Linked DNA regions of Zea mays: region 1 is linked to region 2. A link is a contact called in public Hi-C data. All regions are on one chromosome and are shown on one strand. Each heading gives the region's core, a stretch centred on a gene start, on an enhancer-like site or on the middle of the called end of the contact. The rest is flanking DNA. Distances are from core to core; before and after follow the strand shown.

Region 1 (2,700 bases), core at 170-2,669, 170 kb before region 2:
TGGACAATATTGATGAAGTAACCGACAAAAGGGTGACAGCCTTACGAGAAATAGAGAAGGACAAGATCATGGTCGCCAAAGCTTACAACAAGAAGGTCAAGGCTAAATCGTTCTAGGTAGGGGATCTGGTGTGGAAGACTGTCCTGCCTCTAGGAGCAAAGACTGGAAGTTTGGGAAGTGGTCGCCAAGCTAGGAAGGCCCTTATAGAGTCACGCAGGTGATGTCCGGTAACGCCTACTTGTTGCAAACATTACAAGGCAAAGACATGCCCAAGGCTTTAAACGGGCGTTTCCTCAAACAGTATCATCCTAGTATGTGGCAAGATACCTAAGGAAACCGATGTGATCACATCGTGTTAGTTGCTTTTGGTTCGCTCAGCTTCACCAAAAGGTAGGGGGCATATGTTGAGCCCCAAAAGAGAAGACCGGATGGTCCGGCCCTAGGGCCGGACGGTCCACGGTCCAGACGATCCGCACTGGTGGTCCGGACGGTCCCCGCGTGCGCAGAGCCAATTAGGGTTCCGAGTTTCTTGCTATTGTTGTTGGCTAGATTCGTGGAATTAACTCGGGAGATTTGTTTGTTACGGATCCAGCCCCCCTCCTATATAAATACAGAGGAATACGTCCGATTAAACATCATCAATCGAATCAACTATCAATTTATCTCGCATTTATTTCTTGTACATTTAGGAGTAGTTTTAGTTTAGTTCTAGTTTAGCCTTCCAATCCCAAATTCTCTGCTTCTCTTCGACTCTACGTCGATTAGAGGAGTCTAGGTCGGTCTGTCGAGCCTAGACAACACCTAGGATCTCTCCTCCCCGAAGGGGTCCCTCCCGGGCGCGAGATCTAGGCGCCGCCGGCGAGCTTCACCGCCCCTGCGCACGCGCGGACCGTCCGGCCTGTAGGTACGGACCGTCCGACCCATCAGGCAGGAAACCCTAGGCCTGCCCCAGTTCGCGGACCGTCCGACCCTTAGCCGCGAACCGTCCGCGCCTGTGCAGAGAGCACCGCCACCGGATCTCACGCAGTGATTGGCACCCGAAAAGGCACCAACATATAGCACCAAGGGGAAAGGAAGAGTTCGGGACAAATCCGATTGCGACCGGCTCAATCCTAAACGAACTCCACTTTGGTCACATGGTGTTGTTCGTCACAACCCAAGGAAGAAGGTTCTGGTCACGTGGCCCCACATGGTGGTCAGCCAAGTGTGTAAAAGCGGTGGTGAACGGGGTCGGTCGGTGGGCTCCGCGTATCAGTGAGTATGGAGTGGATTCGTTGAGATAACGGGAACGAAGCTTCTGGTAGCGTGGTCCCACATGTAAGCGACCAAATACATGCGCATTGACGCATAGGACTTGGCTGAGCCCCACTACCCAGTGAGACAGAGCACGGCGCACGCGCGCCACACCAACTGACCGAGTAGGCTCACCCGGTTCATCGAACGCCTGACCAGTTCGGGTCCACGTGGAAGTGAAACACAGGCGCAGATGTGGCCGATGAGGGGCTAGAGGGTGGGCCCCACTGGGGTGCAAGGATCGTGGACTGGGGCATTGCGGGGGAGCTGGGTAAGTTGGGCTACACGGTTGGTTCCGGCCCTGGCTGAGGTAAGTTCTTATCTTTTCCTTTTCATTTTATTTTCTAATTTCATTTCAATTTTAGTCTTAAATTTCAAATTCAAATTTGATCTAAATCTCAAGTTTTAAATTATATCCAACACCCAAATATCTAGCATGAAATGCATAATTCAATTTTATTTATTTATTATCTTATTTTATCCATTAATCACATGATTTTCAATATAAAACTCATATACGCAAGATACTATTCTAGAAAACAATTTTTATATATCATATTAACATTTTAGTGAATGTTTATAAATATTAAATCATCTTAGATAAATTAATTTGTGTAAGGATCTTTTATTTGGTCTCTACTAAGAGAAGGTGCCTAAACACAAAATCTATTTAAGAACAGTTCACCAGTTCACAAATAGTTGAGGAAGTTTTCTCTATTTTTTCAAAGGTTTAATTCTAACTCTTGAGCTACCAACATTTTAATATTACTATCTTTGTTCTTTAGTAAATATATGTTGTAAAGAAAGGAAATTATTATTATGGTACACTTTAACTCAAATCTTCTTGGAGAACCTTTATAAATCGCAAAATAAGATTTTGGGTGTTACAGAAATGGAATGCTTATGTGCTTGTTCAGTTTTGGTGGGTTTGAAGGGTATTGAAGGGGATTAAATCCCTTTCTAGTCAAAATTGAATAGGTGGGGATTTAATCCCCCTCAATCCCCTTCGATCCCTACGCAACCGAACAAGACCAATGGAGGTTCAGGCTATTGGAAGCATCAACCACATACACTACAATATCCATATGAATCTAGTTGGATTTGGTGTTCAAAAATCACATAGGCTTCTTGTCGATGAGTACATGCCGAATGGATCTTTGGATAAGTGGATTTTAGCAAAGCACCAAGTGGGCTTGCTTGATTGGAAGACTATATTGAAGATCATCGTTGGGTAGCAAGAGGAATAGATTATCTTCACAGTGATTGTCGATAAACAATAGTTCATCTAGACATCAAGCCACAAAACATCATATGGGATCAGTTGTTTGCTGCTAAGGTATGTGACAGCTTGCCAAGCTAATTGATCGTGAGCAGAGAGCACTATAATGACTAGACTGATCGCTACAC
Region 2 (2,700 bases), core at 139-2,638:
ACCGTGTGCAAAGTGGCAGACAAGTTTGACGCCGAGCTTTGCCGTATACACAGACACCCGCGGGCGACACATTGCATTTTGCGAGATATGCAACGACGAATCTATACCTATGTGCCAAAAAAATTGCGCAATTTTTTGCCAAAAATTCCTCTAGAAAGCTATTTGGTTGTATACCTATGGTGTCAAAAATTGCCACAGAATTTTATGCCACACTTGTCTAAGGTGTTTAAGGTTAGGCGTTTAAATTCTGGGCCACAATTTTTCACGCGCTAAGATAATCTTGCCACACTTTTTACCCGTCATTAACGACTAACGAGTAGGACCTACGTAGCAGGAGAAAAATCTTGCCATAAAAATAGAAACTAAAATAAAATAAAATATAGTAACTAAAAATAGTCCATAAAAATTAAACACCCACTAAATCGACTAGTGTAACGTGATGCACACAAAAATCATCGTTTCCTTAGACAAATATCTAAAAAACCATGGAGATAGAAGAAAACGTCATCCGAGGAGTACATTCACCGTCACGCTGACGCAGATGCTTCCATCAAAAAGTCAAAGGCTAGCGCTAGCTATCGAGTGAGGCCACCGTGTCTTTTTTTTTTGGTAACGCAAATCCGGGAAGAAAGTTTTATTTATATACTCGTAGCAGTACGCGATGCACACGCTAGACAATGTACCACACACATGCATCATCGAGCTGGCCGCTGCCGCCGCGGCCCCCGGATTCACGCACGAAACGCCCGGAAACACACCCGGCAAAGCCGGGCGAACGTACGCGCGAGCAAAAGACGGACACGGGACTACGGGAGCAAACGATGCGGTGCAAACAAGGCGACCGAGCGGCCACCGGCAGGCGCAGCGCCGCTGGAGTCAGGGCTTGGGAGTTGGGAGTGTATCCCCCAGGCCACAGCGGCGTCGTTACGTGGCGAGCGTGAGCAGCAACGTGCCGTAGGCCTCCCGCCCGCCGCGGATCCCGAGGCCGTTTCCCACACTCACCCGCCGCGCGGGGTCCCTCCTCTGGCACGCGCCAAAGCCACGCCACCGTCCCGGCCCCCGGGTGAGCTCGGCCGCGGTCCGCCGGTCCGGCTCGCGCGAACCACCCGCTTGGGCGTGATGATTGCGCTCTGACGAGACGGCGGCTGTCGAGGCCCCCCACCACCACTCATCCCGTTTGACCACGAAACCGCCGTGGCGCATGGGCCCCGCGCGTCAGGGAGCGACGTCGTACTTTGCAAAAGCTGGTCCCTCACGTTTTTTAACCGTTCCCCTGCCCGGGCTGAGGGGAATACCGCTTCTGCCCCTGGTAGTTTGGCGCTTCCACCGGGGGCCGCTGGTAAAAGAGTGAGCCGGGTAACTCCTGGAGCTTGGCATCAGGCATCAGCACAGCTCCGCCAGCCTCGGCCACGGCCAGCCTCGCTCCTCACTCACTCCCCCAGCCAGCGTTACAATAGGAAGGAGGGAGGAGCAACCTAGCGGCAGCCACAGCAGCAGCGTAGCTGTAGCCACAGCAGAGCAGCGGCGGCTGCGTTCAGACGACCACTACTTGTTCCTCCTCCTCCTCCTGCTCCTTCCCCCAAATTCCACCCCCCTCAAATAATAAACAAATCAAAGCAAGCGAGGAGGTGAGCAGCGTCCGCAAGGGAACAGGGACCGCGGGGGTTGCAGGCTTGCAGCCGTGGGGGAGGGGAGCAGATCCGCGAGATCCGGCGCGCCGCCGATGACGAGCGGCGCCGGGGGAGCCGCGGCCGGGATCGGGGGCACCAGGGTGCCCACGTGGAGGGAGCGCGAGAACAACCGCCGCAGGGAGCGCCGGCGCCGCGCGATCGCCGCCAAGATCTTCGCCGGCCTCAGGGCCTACGGCAACTACAACCTGCCCAAGCACTGCGACAACAACGAGGTGCTCAAGGCGCTCTGCAACGAGGCCGGCTGGACCGTCGAGCCCGACGGCACCACCTACCGCAAGGTACCCGCCGCCGATCCATCCCCCCCCCCCCCCTCCCCCCCCTGCCTCAGGCCTCTCGACGGCTTAGCTTAGCTTCGATCCCGTTCCTGCTCCGCGCTTTCAAAAAGAAGCTTGCTTTCGCTTTGATTGCTCCGTAGACTTTTGCAGCGCCAGTAGTCGTGCTTGGTGGTTTCGGTTAGAATTACACAAATCTAGCAGGAGACTCATCTTCGCTTTTGTTGGGACTTGGAGCGTCTCTGTAGAACTACTGAGGCTGGGGACAGCGCACTCCTTCGTTTTAGCCACTCGGGACGCAATGTAGCGGTTTCGTTGGTTCGGTGGGCCGCCGATCTTTGGATGCTCCTATATGCCGTTGGATTTGGAGCTGTCCTTCCTTGCTTTGAGCTCCGTTTTCGTCTTGGGTCACCCATTGCTATGCTTGGCGGGTGGCTCTGTTTTAGGCTCGTCTGTTGTCGGGCCAGGGAAACGGAAGCTTGATTTACCGCAAACGGGGAAATGCTGCTTTCCTTTTCGGCATTCGCTGAAGGCACTTCTTTTGGGGATGCCATGCTTTCTTCTTCCCAATGGTGCTTTTGTAGTTCCTTCCTAGCCATGACCAAAAGAAAATTTTCAACAGCTCATCTGAAGATTTTTTTTTGTCCGCTACCACATTTCTCTTGGTCCTCCTCAGCTGAGGGAAGGTGGTTCAGTCTAGGTAGTGATTCAATTCCGTAAAAATTGCACGCTGCCAC

What was found. A called contact is a pair of places that touch in the nucleus more often than the background predicts.
Region 1: a Hi-C map of leaf shows a contact between it and region 2, with 2.7 times the contacts expected there. The contact joins the enhancer-like site here to the promoter of LOC100216929 in region 2. A contact is called at or near these places in 6 of 25 Hi-C or Micro-C datasets (bundle sheath, ear, endosperm and 2 more).

Annotation. Positions count from the first base shown.
Region 1 is chr9:81,827,065-81,829,764 of Zm-B73-REFERENCE-NAM-5.0, reverse strand. It overlaps the pseudogene LOC103640039. Among protein-coding and RNA genes, the nearest start is that of LOC103638598, 80 kb to the left of the region's middle. Within about 2 kb of position 1,419, at least 17 of the 20 cell types and tissues checked have an H3K27ac peak or open chromatin away from gene starts, as enhancers often do. A contact at or near this core is called in bundle sheath, ear, endosperm and 2 more, where this site is marked.
Region 2 is chr9:81,659,100-81,661,799 of Zm-B73-REFERENCE-NAM-5.0, reverse strand. It overlaps LOC100216929 (BES transcription factor), which reads left to right and starts at 1,388. Exons shown (of 2, transcript NM_001143314.1): 1 at 1,388-1,969. The coding sequence starts at 1,724.